Regions from separate parts of the Mus musculus genome. Here region 1 is linked to region 2. A link is a contact called in public Micro-C data. All regions are on one chromosome and are shown on one strand. Each heading gives the region's core, a stretch centred on a gene start, on an enhancer-like site or on the middle of the called end of the contact. The rest is flanking DNA. Distances are from core to core; before and after follow the strand shown. Region 1 overlaps Atp10a (ATPase, class V, type 10A). Region 2 holds the start of Atp10a (ATPase, class V, type 10A).

Region 1 (5,288 bases), core at 443-2,942, 130 kb after region 2:
AGGACATCCACATTCGCCTCTCACCCAGTTCCCTGACATGAGTGTGTTCCTACTGATGTAGTTCTCCACGAAATCGAGGCAGCCAACCTGAATACTTTGCTACAAGCAAAACCCCAAGCTATTTCATTCACAGCATCTCTGCAGATGAGCCCCTCTCCCAGAATTCATTCTGGTGCTGCTGCATATATTAGCATTAGTATTCAGTAGCAGTCATAGGCATTCACATGCCTGCCTATCTGTAACTGAATGGCAGCACCAGAAAGGTCTGTTAAGGAGTAAAAACATCCCCAGAGCTCTAAGGGGCAGTGATGGTCACACCTAGCCTGTGTGAGGACAGAGCAACCAGAGGCTGTGTCCAGCCTCGCCTTATCACAAGTGGTTCCTTCCTACAGTTGGAAAACAGTATCATTTGACATTGCAAATTAGGTTTTGTTTTTTGTTTTATGTTGTTTTTTTTTTTTTTGTAAATGTAAATTTTGTTCTAGCCTTGAGTTAGGATAATAGTTGGTGTCTTATTAACATAATTAATTTACCAAGAGAACCCAGTTAGTCAGAAGATGATATTCTGGGCTCATAAATATTAGGTCAGTGTTGTGGCTCTATAAATAAACATTCATTTCCAGAAATTTGGTCTTGAATGATCAAACCACACTGCATTTTTTTTTTTCTCAAGCCATCTTGCATTTGCTCTCTATTGCACAAGATCAGGAAATTGTACTGCAACATAAAACCAGCCTCTGAAACAACTCTTTTCATCCCATGGCTGCCCCCCCCCCCCCCCCCCCGGACTGTGGAGCGCATCCTTGGGTAATAGACAGCTCCTGTCACTGGGGCTCTGGGGAAACATGAGGGAGAGTGCTGCTATAGTTAGAGGTGACTTTGCTCATGAGGACTCTGACTGTGCCTGTTTTCTTCTCTTCTCTCTTTCCTTTCCTAGCCCCTCTCAAGCACAACTTAGTCTCCAGGCCATCGTTATCCTTCCAGACATAGGAGTGGATTTCCGCTCTGCAATTGCACCAGCCTAGGCTATTCTAGTTTAAACTCTTTGTCAGTACTTTTAATCCTTTTCCAATAGTGACTTTAAGCCAACCCATTTAAGCTCTTAAAGGTACAGTACAGTTCCTGCTTCCTTGGTCATTTGTCATTTGATTTGATTGTATTAACTGAGAACTGCTCCCTGGTGCTCATAGTCATTCATCCCGTGTGCCTTTGTATTCTAGGTTTTGATTCCAATTTCCTTATATGTTTCCATTGAAATTGTTAAAGTGTGCCAAGTATACTTCATTAACCAAGATATAGAGCTCTATGATGAAGAGACAGATTCACAGCTGCAGTGCCGAGCTCTGAACATAACAGAAGACTTAGGGCAGATAAAATACATCTTCTCGGACAAAACCGGCACATTAACTGAGAACAAGATGGTCTTTCGAAGATGCACTGTGTCCGGCATAGAATATTCTCACGATGCCAATGGTGAGTGTGAGGACAGAGGCCTCCAGTCTGGGCTGGATTAGAGAACTGCTCTCTCCAAATTGTGCATGGGCAGGAGACAGTCCACAAGGTTCAGGGTTTGCTGGCTGAAGGGAAGATAAATCTTTCTTGATCACTTGGGAGCCCAGAACTATTTATAGAATGAGCTGACATTGTCGTGCTCGCTGCTGTGTCTGGAATGATATGCATCTGTTTTGGCTCATTTTCTGCCAGGCAAGCACAGCAGCCAGACAGCACACCCTTGAAGTGCTAGTTTCTGCGGTGGCTTCACTTTGCACCACAGAGGGGCAGAGAGATTTTCTGTTGTCACTCATTTATCTTTCAGCTATCAGCTGAAAATTCTCAGACGGGCACTGTGTACTTTACAATGCATTCTTAGCCTTGGAACACAATGTCTATTCAAGGCTGAGAGAAATGAGTCTCTAGCCCTGCCTCCCATCTTTCCTTTCCTTATCCTTTGCTGCCTCCCTCCTTGCTGAAGAAAGGCTCTGGCAAAATCACCAAGCTTCTTAAGCCCCTTGCCAAGAGAAAATACAGTGATGAAGATGCCTGCACTTCAGTCATAGCTCTAGAGTAATAGCAATTTTGAGTGAGTCACCCCCCCCCCACTGCCGCGCACACACACATACCCCTGCCCCACAGTTCCCTTCTTTCCAATAAGAAAAGCAAAAAAGCACAGACTGCCAAGAGAATAGAGTGGGGAATGGGATCCAGTGAGTGGCTGGATCAGTAGCTACTAAGCTATCTCCCCAGCACCTAAGAATTATCTTGATGGGCACTATCTTCCTTTGTATACAATATAACAGAAAGCAGACGAGTCTACCTACTGTTTAACACTTTCATGTGCACCCCAAGTAAACTGCTAGTGGTGTTTTCCATGCCTTTGCCTATCTACCCTGTCTACCTTCCTAACCTCATTCCGCGGTCCCTACCACACTCTAACCCTCTTGCTTCCCCTTTCCCTGCCCACTTACTCAGCTTTGTGCACTGAAGTGTACTCCCAGGCATTGTGTTTTTAGAAGCCTTGTAGAGCTGGGACTCAGTTTCAGACAGGCAAGAACAGGTTTGAGATCTCTAGCACACCAGTGCCTTCAATCAATGCTGATATATCCACTGAGGGTGAGGTAATGGATATATTAAATAGTTTCGTGTGTATGTATAGCACATTTTATTCTATGTCAAAACAAAACATCTGCACCCTCTAAATGTGTTCAGTTATGATTTGTCAATAAAAGATAATATTAATAGCACAATTAAAAAATAAAGTTGTCATCTGAGACTTTATGGGACAGAATCATAGATTTGACAGAAGTCAAATGCAAAGCTAAGGTTAACAGGTTCTGTCACTTCCAGAGGAAACAGTTAAGTATTTGAGGCATAAAAGCCTTTATGCATCTTTGTGCTGTGCAGAAGTGCCAGGACTGAAATAGATCATCTCCAATCAGTTCAGCCCATGGTTTGCCAGAGCTCACATACCAAAGCTAGCCACAGAGACTATGGGCATATTCTTCTCTCACCTCTTGACCTAATAACCTACAGGTAGCTGGCTGCATGCCTATGTGTAGGCTTCTCCAACGCCTCTACAGTTACAAACAGTACAACAGAAGTAGCTCCTTTCAGGCTCCACAGCTTCAGAGAGGAGGAGGAGGAGGCCTGAAGGTATAAGTTGCTCCTCTCCAGGCTGGAGTTAATTCAATTCACAATGCCAGAAAGTGGGCACAACAGCTATGTGCCCGGGCTTTTCTCCTCCTTGCAATCCAGCAGGCACACTAGGCCATATGTCACCAGAGAACAGAGGGTATGTTTGGCATCCTGGTATGGAGAAGTACTTAGCCTGATGACATTGGGCATGGGCACCCACTTCTCTGGAGATCAGAATCTCCTGATATTAGGCCGCCCTAATATTTCTACCAAGTGCTGTGCCTGCACTTGACCTTCTGATTAAATACTTAGTTTGAAAGAGTAATTCTGAATACATTGCTTATTGCTCACCCATGTCTCGAAGAGCCATCCTAACCTGGAAATCCTGGAAAGATTTGATCAGAGCCACTGGCAAAAAAAAAAAAAAAACCAGTGGCATGAGCTCTTCTTCATGCCATTTTTCAGACACTCATGTGAATATGGGGACCTCACTGGCCAGTGAATCCCCAAGGCTCAATCTCAGGAATGTAGTCCAGATCCTCTTGGATAGAGCCTCACTGGCTGGGCTCAGGCCTGGCTACATGCGATTAGACTGTGCAACCTCAAGAGAGTGAACCTTGTTGTTCTATAGCACTTCACGGTCTACTGGTGCATGTAGACAGCTCCCTCTCTATTAGTTCCACTCAGTTCATGGAGAATGCAAGTTAGTAAGAATGCTAGAGAACATTTTAAATCCCCTTGAAATACTAACTATAACCTTACCATTGGAGAGTGGGGATTGGGTGCCCTCTGAGACACAGGCTCATGGAACCTACAACATCCTGAATTAATTCCGTCTGCCCCCATTGATGTCTAACATTTTGTCCCTATCTCCACAGCTCAGCGACTGGCCAGGTATCAAGAGGCAGACTCAGAAGAGGAGGAAGTGGTGTCCAAGGTGGGCACAATATCCCACCGTGGCAGCACTGGGAGCCATCAGAGCATCTGGATGACTCATAAGACCCAAAGTATCAAGTCCCACCGGCGCACAGGCAGTCGAGCTGAGGCAAAGAGAGCCAGCATGCTGTCTAAGCACACTGCCTTCAGCAGCCCCATGGTGAGTGCAGGCAGTGGGTAACCCTTCTGAAGGGATGGGAGCCTATCACTCTGCTTTCTTTCCACTGTCCACTGTCTCTGATAATCAAAATTACCTCTTTTCCATCACACAAATAAGCTCAGGCTTGGCTGTGCTCCAGGCACAGAAGATTTCTAGAAACACCCCTCTACATCATTTTATCTTTCCTGAAACATTTATCCAGCCTCTTTGCCATAGTATCTGATGCTGCGTGGTTGCTAAGTGAGCCATCTGAAGAGGGTGACAAAGAGGAGGAAGCCTAGCCAAATGAAATGAACAAAACATCAGAACAAAGTGACATGTGTGAAAAGGAAGAGCCAATTACCTGCCCCATTAATTAGATGAGCACACAGCATAGAAAACTGCTTCTCTCTTGTCTTCTCCATGGCCAGTGTGTTCATGGATTCCTATCATTAGGCAGGGGAATTTCTCAAAGTGAGTAACAAGTTCTGAAAGGGTTCTTTCACTGTGTTTTAAGAACAGAGGAGAAGTGAATTGTGCTAACTTTGAATGGCCTCATTCTTTTGAGACTTTCTAGACCCATGTAGAAGCTACCATTTAAGTACAGGCATCTAGAATTGTAGATGCTAATCTTTGGGTTTACATCTGTCATGTGGGAAGGAAGGCTCTGGGATGCAAGAAGAACCCATTTCTCTTCCAGCATTCTACAATGTAGATCCAGACTACGTGAAGTACTCAAAAGTTATAGTCCAGAAATTCAGTCACTCAATCAACAATTACTGTAGCAGAAGTTTACCAATATGTTATTTATACTGGCAGAATGATGAAGGTTAAATATCTAGTGAAAAAGATCAACAATTGATAAGTGGGATGTCATGAAACTGAAAATTTTCTGTAAGGCAAAGAAGACTGTCAATAGGACAAAACGGCAACCTAAAGATCTTTACCAACCCTACATCCAACAGAGGGCTAATATCCAAAATATACAAAGAACTCAAGAAGTTAGACTCCAGAAGAACAAATAACCCAATTAAAACTGGGATACAGAGCTAAACAAAGAATTATCAATTGAGGGATCTCT
Region 2 (5,496 bases), core at 2,203-4,702:
CCCTAAGCAGCCCCCTTTCACCTCCACATAACCACCTGCCTGAGCCACTGTCCCCTATCTGCCCTGCAGTGACTTTTTGTTTGTTTGTTTGTTTTTCAAGACAGGGTTTCTCTGTGTAGCCCTAGCTGTCCTAGAACACACTCTGTAGACCAGGCTGGCCTTGAATTCAGAAATCCGACTGTCTCTGCCTCCCAAGTGCTGGGAGGGATTAAAGGCATGCTCCACCACTGCCCGGCTGTGACTTCTTACTATACTGCCCCCTTTGCTTCTACTCTGGTCCTTGAGTCACAAACCTGAGTCCAATGACATGCTTTTTTTGCTGAAAGGCCTCCCTTTGCACTTAATATTAAAGTCAAAATTCTCACCAGGATTTATATACCTATGTGATGTCACGTTTCTGCTCCCCTACTTAGCTCCAGACATACATCTCCCTGCTGGACCTAGACTCCTATGACTACCTATACTTGACATCTGCATCACTCCTAGCCTTGGTCAGGCTTGTATTTAGGGCTGTTGGAAAGTCTCCTTCCTGGCTTCTTTCCACGGAGGCAGCAGCTGCATGCTTATGTGTCCTGTGCTCTGTGCTCCAGCATGTTCATGTCTTCCTTCTAGGGATGACTACACTGGGATATGGTGATGTTCATGGGGTATTCTCATACTCCAGCACAGACTTGGGGAGGAGGAAGGACTGTGGGTTTCTGAATGAATGGCAGACAGAATCCTACCTGCGTCGATTTCAATTCTAGATCTGTCCTTCTCTGAGGCCTTTGTGCAGAATAATCTCCTGTCCCTGGTTCTACCACAGATTTTGCCTCATCCAGATTTTATGCCCTGTAGACTCCCTCTCACTTACCTCTCCTATACCCCTACAGGGTCCCACTTATGACTCTTGAGTGGTTCTCAAGATTTACTGTGGGTTGCATTCTCTTCCTGCTGGGATCTCAGTGCTGTAAGTATGTTTCTTGACTTGGACAGTTTTCCTTCTCATTCCTGCTGCCCACAACAATGCCAGGGTAAATACCAGTGATGAAAAGAGGCTTACTGGACAAGATGGGTTCAGTGATCTTCCCAGGACCCAGGACCCAGAACCCAGGTGCCATTAAAAAAGTACAGAGATTTGAGGGGCAAGCATTGGCCAGGCTACGTCACAGCCTTGTTTCTTGTCAAGTAAGCCTAAAGTCTATGCATTCGTCTGGTGGGCAACATCTAAGCTCAAAAGTCCCACAAAACCTGGGATTGTGTACATGTGTATGTGCATGCATGCATGCGTGTATGTGTGTGTAAGATGAGCTAAGACCAACTAGAAATACTGAATTTGGATTGGTTAAGAGTATGTGAGAGAAGATTCCAGACTGGTGGGGTAGTGTGACTCACAGAATCTTGGAATCTTAGCATGGAATGTAGACGGGGGGACACGGTCTGTTCTGAGAAGGGTAAGGAGGCCTCTCACCCTGGGGTTGGCAGGGACTAGAAGGTGCAGAGTTAAAGCATCTGGTGCCAGTTCCCCGAGGTCCTCAAGGGACCTTTGCCTGAGGAGTCAGCATTTGACTTTGAAAGCAACGGGGGATTCCTAGGAGCTTGAGGGTAAGGAAATGAAATAAAGTGCTCATGTGACTACATTGACAGTGGGGACTGAATGAAGCACAGATCTTAAAAGGGGGTCAACTGACTTGAAGGCTGTGGGGCAATCCTGGAATATCTGTAAAGACAAGCGACCGCCAAGGAATGAAGGAACTGGCCGACCTGGAACTCCACTAGGTTAGATGATGGAGTTGAAAGCAGAGTCAGGTGTTAAAGACTGGATTTTCTCCTAATCTTTGGCTTAGGATTGTCAACCCTGAGATGAGAGTTCTTTTGGGGGAAATGCAGACACTTTAGCCCAATGTTTTTCTTATCTTGGTTTCACCCTTCAAATTTGAACCTCTTACTGGGAGTGGATATTTGATAGGGAGGGAAATTTTCTCTTCTCTTCTCTTCTCTTCTCTTCTCTTCTCTTCTCTTCTCTTCTCTTCTCTTCTCTTCTCTTCTCTTCTCTCTCTTCCCTTCCCTTCCCTTCCCCTCTCCTCTCCTCTCCTCTCCTCTCCTCTCCTCTCCTCTTCCCTTTCATTCCTTCTCTCTTCCCTCCCTCCCTCCCTCCCTCCTTTCCTTCCTTCCTTCCTTCCTTCCTTCCTTCCTTCCTTCCTTCCTTCCTTCCTTCCTTCCGTAGCTGTTACTTTACTCTTCTAATGCTGGATTCTATTGACTACTATGGGCTTGGTCAAGGATGATAACCTCCAATAGCTGGGTAGCATGTGAACCAAGGAGCACAAGGTTGGACACCCAAAAAGAGGGATAGGAAAAGACAAGTGATTTTTCAGTAAAGCCAGATCAGGACCCTCAGAGGAAGTACCCAAAGCTAGCAAATGGTGCTGAGGTAGGGAGAGAAAGGAAGGACTAGCCTGTTAAAGGAAGAGGCTAAGGTCCTCAAATCTGAACACAAAGTACCCCAAAGTTATTTCTCATTTATTTGCCAGCCATGCTCTCCTAGACCACAAATATCCCCATTTCTCATCTCTGTATCTGTAAAGAGGCACACGGAGTGGAAGTTGTGGGCCCCTACTTCACCTGTAGTATGCTTCCCAGCTCCTTCCAAAGTCACCTTCAATTTCCCAATATTCAATGTATGTAAACTCCTCTCTCCCATCAACAGGAAAGGAACCCTTTGCTCACATTCCCTCAGCTGCCCATCAGGCTCCCTCTCTGCCCAGTCTTTTTCTAGATCTCTAGAACAAAACTGCCCTAGGGAATCTCAGTCCTTGTTTACCAGGCAGGGAAACAGTGACCCAAATGTTTCTTTGGATCTATATTATAATCTTCTCTTCTATGAAGAAATTTAAAAAAAAGTCCTATTTGGGGAACAAAGAATGTTGAAGGTAATTCTAGAAAAAGAAAATTTCCAGTTCACCAAAAAATTATATCTGAAAGTAAGTGCAAGCTGGAGGGTAGGGTGTTTTTTTGTTTTTTTTTTTGTTTTGTTTTTTTTTGGGGGGGGGGACAGAAATAGTGACTTTATGGAGAGTACTTAGGTGGCAATGCGCTTTTCAAAACATAATTTGGAAACTGGAAAATCGGTATACTAAGGATTCTGGGTTTAACTTCAAATGACCCAGCCTTGAGGAGGTCCTAAACCAGCTCTCCAGACAACATTTCCTGGTCCTGGATCAAGTCTGTCTGCTCTAGTTAGAGCGCGCGGGCTAGGAGGGGATGGGGCGAACTGATACTCAGTCTTCCTCTCTTAGTGGCACAGTGAGTTTGCAAACTCTCTGGGACTAAACTGGATGCCTCAGAGAAACGAAAGTAAAGCTCTCTAAAGTTTCCAGCGCGGGCTCTTTTTGTTTCCCGCTATCCGCCCAATCTGAATCTGGGCGCTGAGTGAGGGCGGGGCAGAGGAGCCACCTCGGCGGAAACCGCCCAGGCCGCCTGGGTGGCGGGAGGGGACTGCGAGGGGAAGAGCGCCGAGCCGGCCCGCGACCTCCTGCCCGCGGGGACTAGTAGACCTGGAAGTCTGGACAGGCTGCGCGGGCTGGGCGGGGCTCGGCACGCTGACTGTGGTGTCTGTGCGTCCCGCAGGAGGGGAGTCCGCGCTGCCGCGCCCGGGCGGCGGGCGATGATCACCTAGGAGGCTGGCGCGAGCGGCAGAGGAGCCGGGCGCGGCGACACGCGGCCATGGAGCGGGAGCTCCCGGCGGCCGAAGAGTCCGCATCCTCGGGATGGCGGCGGCCGCGAAGAAGGCGCTGGGAGGGCAGGACGCGCACGGTGCGCTCCAACCTGCTACCGCCTCTGGGCACCGAGGACTCCACGATCGGAGCCCCCAAGGGCGAGCGGCTGCTGATGCGCGGCTGCATCCAGCACCTGGCCGACAACCGCCTCAAGACCACCAAGTACACGCTGCTGTCCTTCTTGCCCAAGAATCTCTTCGAGCAGTTCCACCGCCTAGCCAATGTGTACTTCGTCTTCATCGCGCTGCTCAACTTTGTGCCGGCTGTGAACGCCTTCCAGCCGGGCCTGGCACTGGCGCCTGTGCTCTTCATTCTGGCGGTCACAGCCATCAAAGACCTGTGGGAGGACTACAGCCGACACCGCTCGGACCATGAAATCAACCACCTGGGCTGCCTTGTCTTCAGCAGGTGAGCCAAACTGAGCATCCGAAAAAAGGGTGTTGAGTGTGACTTGCACGAGTCCAGGATGGCCCGCGGAGTAGCCTGGGCCAGGTGAAAATCATTCATCCTCAAAGATGCAGGGGTGCACACAGGTCCCCTGTTCCAGATTAGCACTAAACTTAATTTCTAAACTAGAACGAACCAATGGTTGGCATCTGGTTGCACGTGTTTAGTTTCATCCACATCTGCCCTTACCCTATGCCTAGAATATGATCACCTGAAGTCCTGGCCTCAATCCTTGGCCAAGTCACCATGGCATTTAACACACAGGAATTTATAGCTTGGTCTTAGATAATAGATGTTTTGGGACAAAAAGTTCTGATTCATCGGGCACAGATTAGATTGAAGGTCAGGCAAAAACAACAGTCCATCCATTTAAGTTAGCTATGATCCCGCCACAGTCTGGGTACCATTTTTTAGTCTCCTTGCTCCTTCTCCCTGACCCTGCCGGTGCCCCTCTCTCTCCCTCTGTCCTCCTTTGCCTCTCCTTTTCTTAGGCTTCTTCTTTCTCCACCTTGCTGCAGTGTTTTTGAGATAGGATCTCAATGTAGCTCAGGGTGATGACCTAGTGATGAGCTTCCTTCCTTAGTTTCCCCAGTGCTGGGACATGCCACGAGCCATCTTTTCCTTCCTTCCTTCTTTCCTTCCTTCCTTCCTTCCTTCCTTCCTTCCTTCCACCCCCCCTCTTTTTCCTTTCTCTTTCTTTCCTTCTCTCTCTTTTTCTCTTTCATTAGTTCTTTTTAAAATTAATTAGTTAATTAATTTATTTTTCACTCCAGATTTTATTCCCCTCCTGGTTACCCTTCGACTTTTCCACATCCCATACCTTCTCCCACCCTTTCTCCACAAGGATGTCCCCACCCCTCACCCCACCAGACCTCTAAATTTCATGGGGCCTTCCAGTCTCTTGAGGGTTAAGTGCATCTTTTCTGATTGAACCCAGACCCAGCAGTCCTCTGCTGTATATGTGTTGGGGGCCTCATATCAGCTGGTGTAGGCTGCCTGGTTGGTGGTCCAGTGTCTGAAAGATCTCGGGGGTCCAAGTTAATTGGGAAATTGGGACTTCTAGTCCTCCTACAGGGTAGCCCTCTTCCTCAGCTTCTTCCAGGTTTTCCCTAATTCAACCACAGGGACCAGCAGCTTCTCCTTCCTTCTTCTTCTTTTTTTTTTTGTTTTTTGTTTTTTGTTTTGTTTTCTGAGACAATTTCTTTATGTAACCCTGTCTGACCCACAACTCACTCAGTAGGCCAGGCTGGCTTCTAATTCAGAGATCTACCTTCCTCTGCCTCCTGAGTGC

The links. A called contact is a pair of places that touch in the nucleus more often than the background predicts.
Region 1: a contact with region 2 is called in a Micro-C map of granulosa cells, with 4 times the contacts expected there. The contact joins the enhancer-like site here to the promoter of Atp10a in region 2. A contact is called at or near these places in 5 of 39 promoter capture datasets (the 3T3-L1 cell line, embryonic stem cells and pre-B cells), 1 of 484 Hi-C or Micro-C datasets (granulosa cells), 4 of 115 datasets of contacts at active chromatin or transcription factors (effector CD8 T cells, fibro-adipogenic progenitors, neural progenitor cells and 1 more) and 3 of 9 other capture datasets (adipose tissue, liver and pancreatic islet).

Annotation. Positions count from the first base shown.
Region 1 is chr7:58,786,974-58,792,261 of GRCm38.p6, forward strand. It overlaps Atp10a (ATPase, class V, type 10A), which reads left to right. Exons shown (of 21, transcript NM_009728.2): 7 at 1,221-1,473; 8 at 4,011-4,228. Among named protein-coding and RNA genes, the nearest start is that of Gm39019, 59 kb to the left of the region's middle. Within about 2 kb of position 1,693, at least 52 of the 459 cell types and tissues checked have an H3K27ac peak or open chromatin away from gene starts, as enhancers often do. A contact at or near this core is called in adipose tissue, granulosa cells and neural progenitor cells, where this site is marked.
Region 2 is chr7:58,654,750-58,660,245 of GRCm38.p6, forward strand. It overlaps Atp10a (ATPase, class V, type 10A), which reads left to right and starts at 3,453. Exons shown (of 21, transcript NM_009728.2): 1 at 3,453-4,166. The coding sequence starts at 3,706.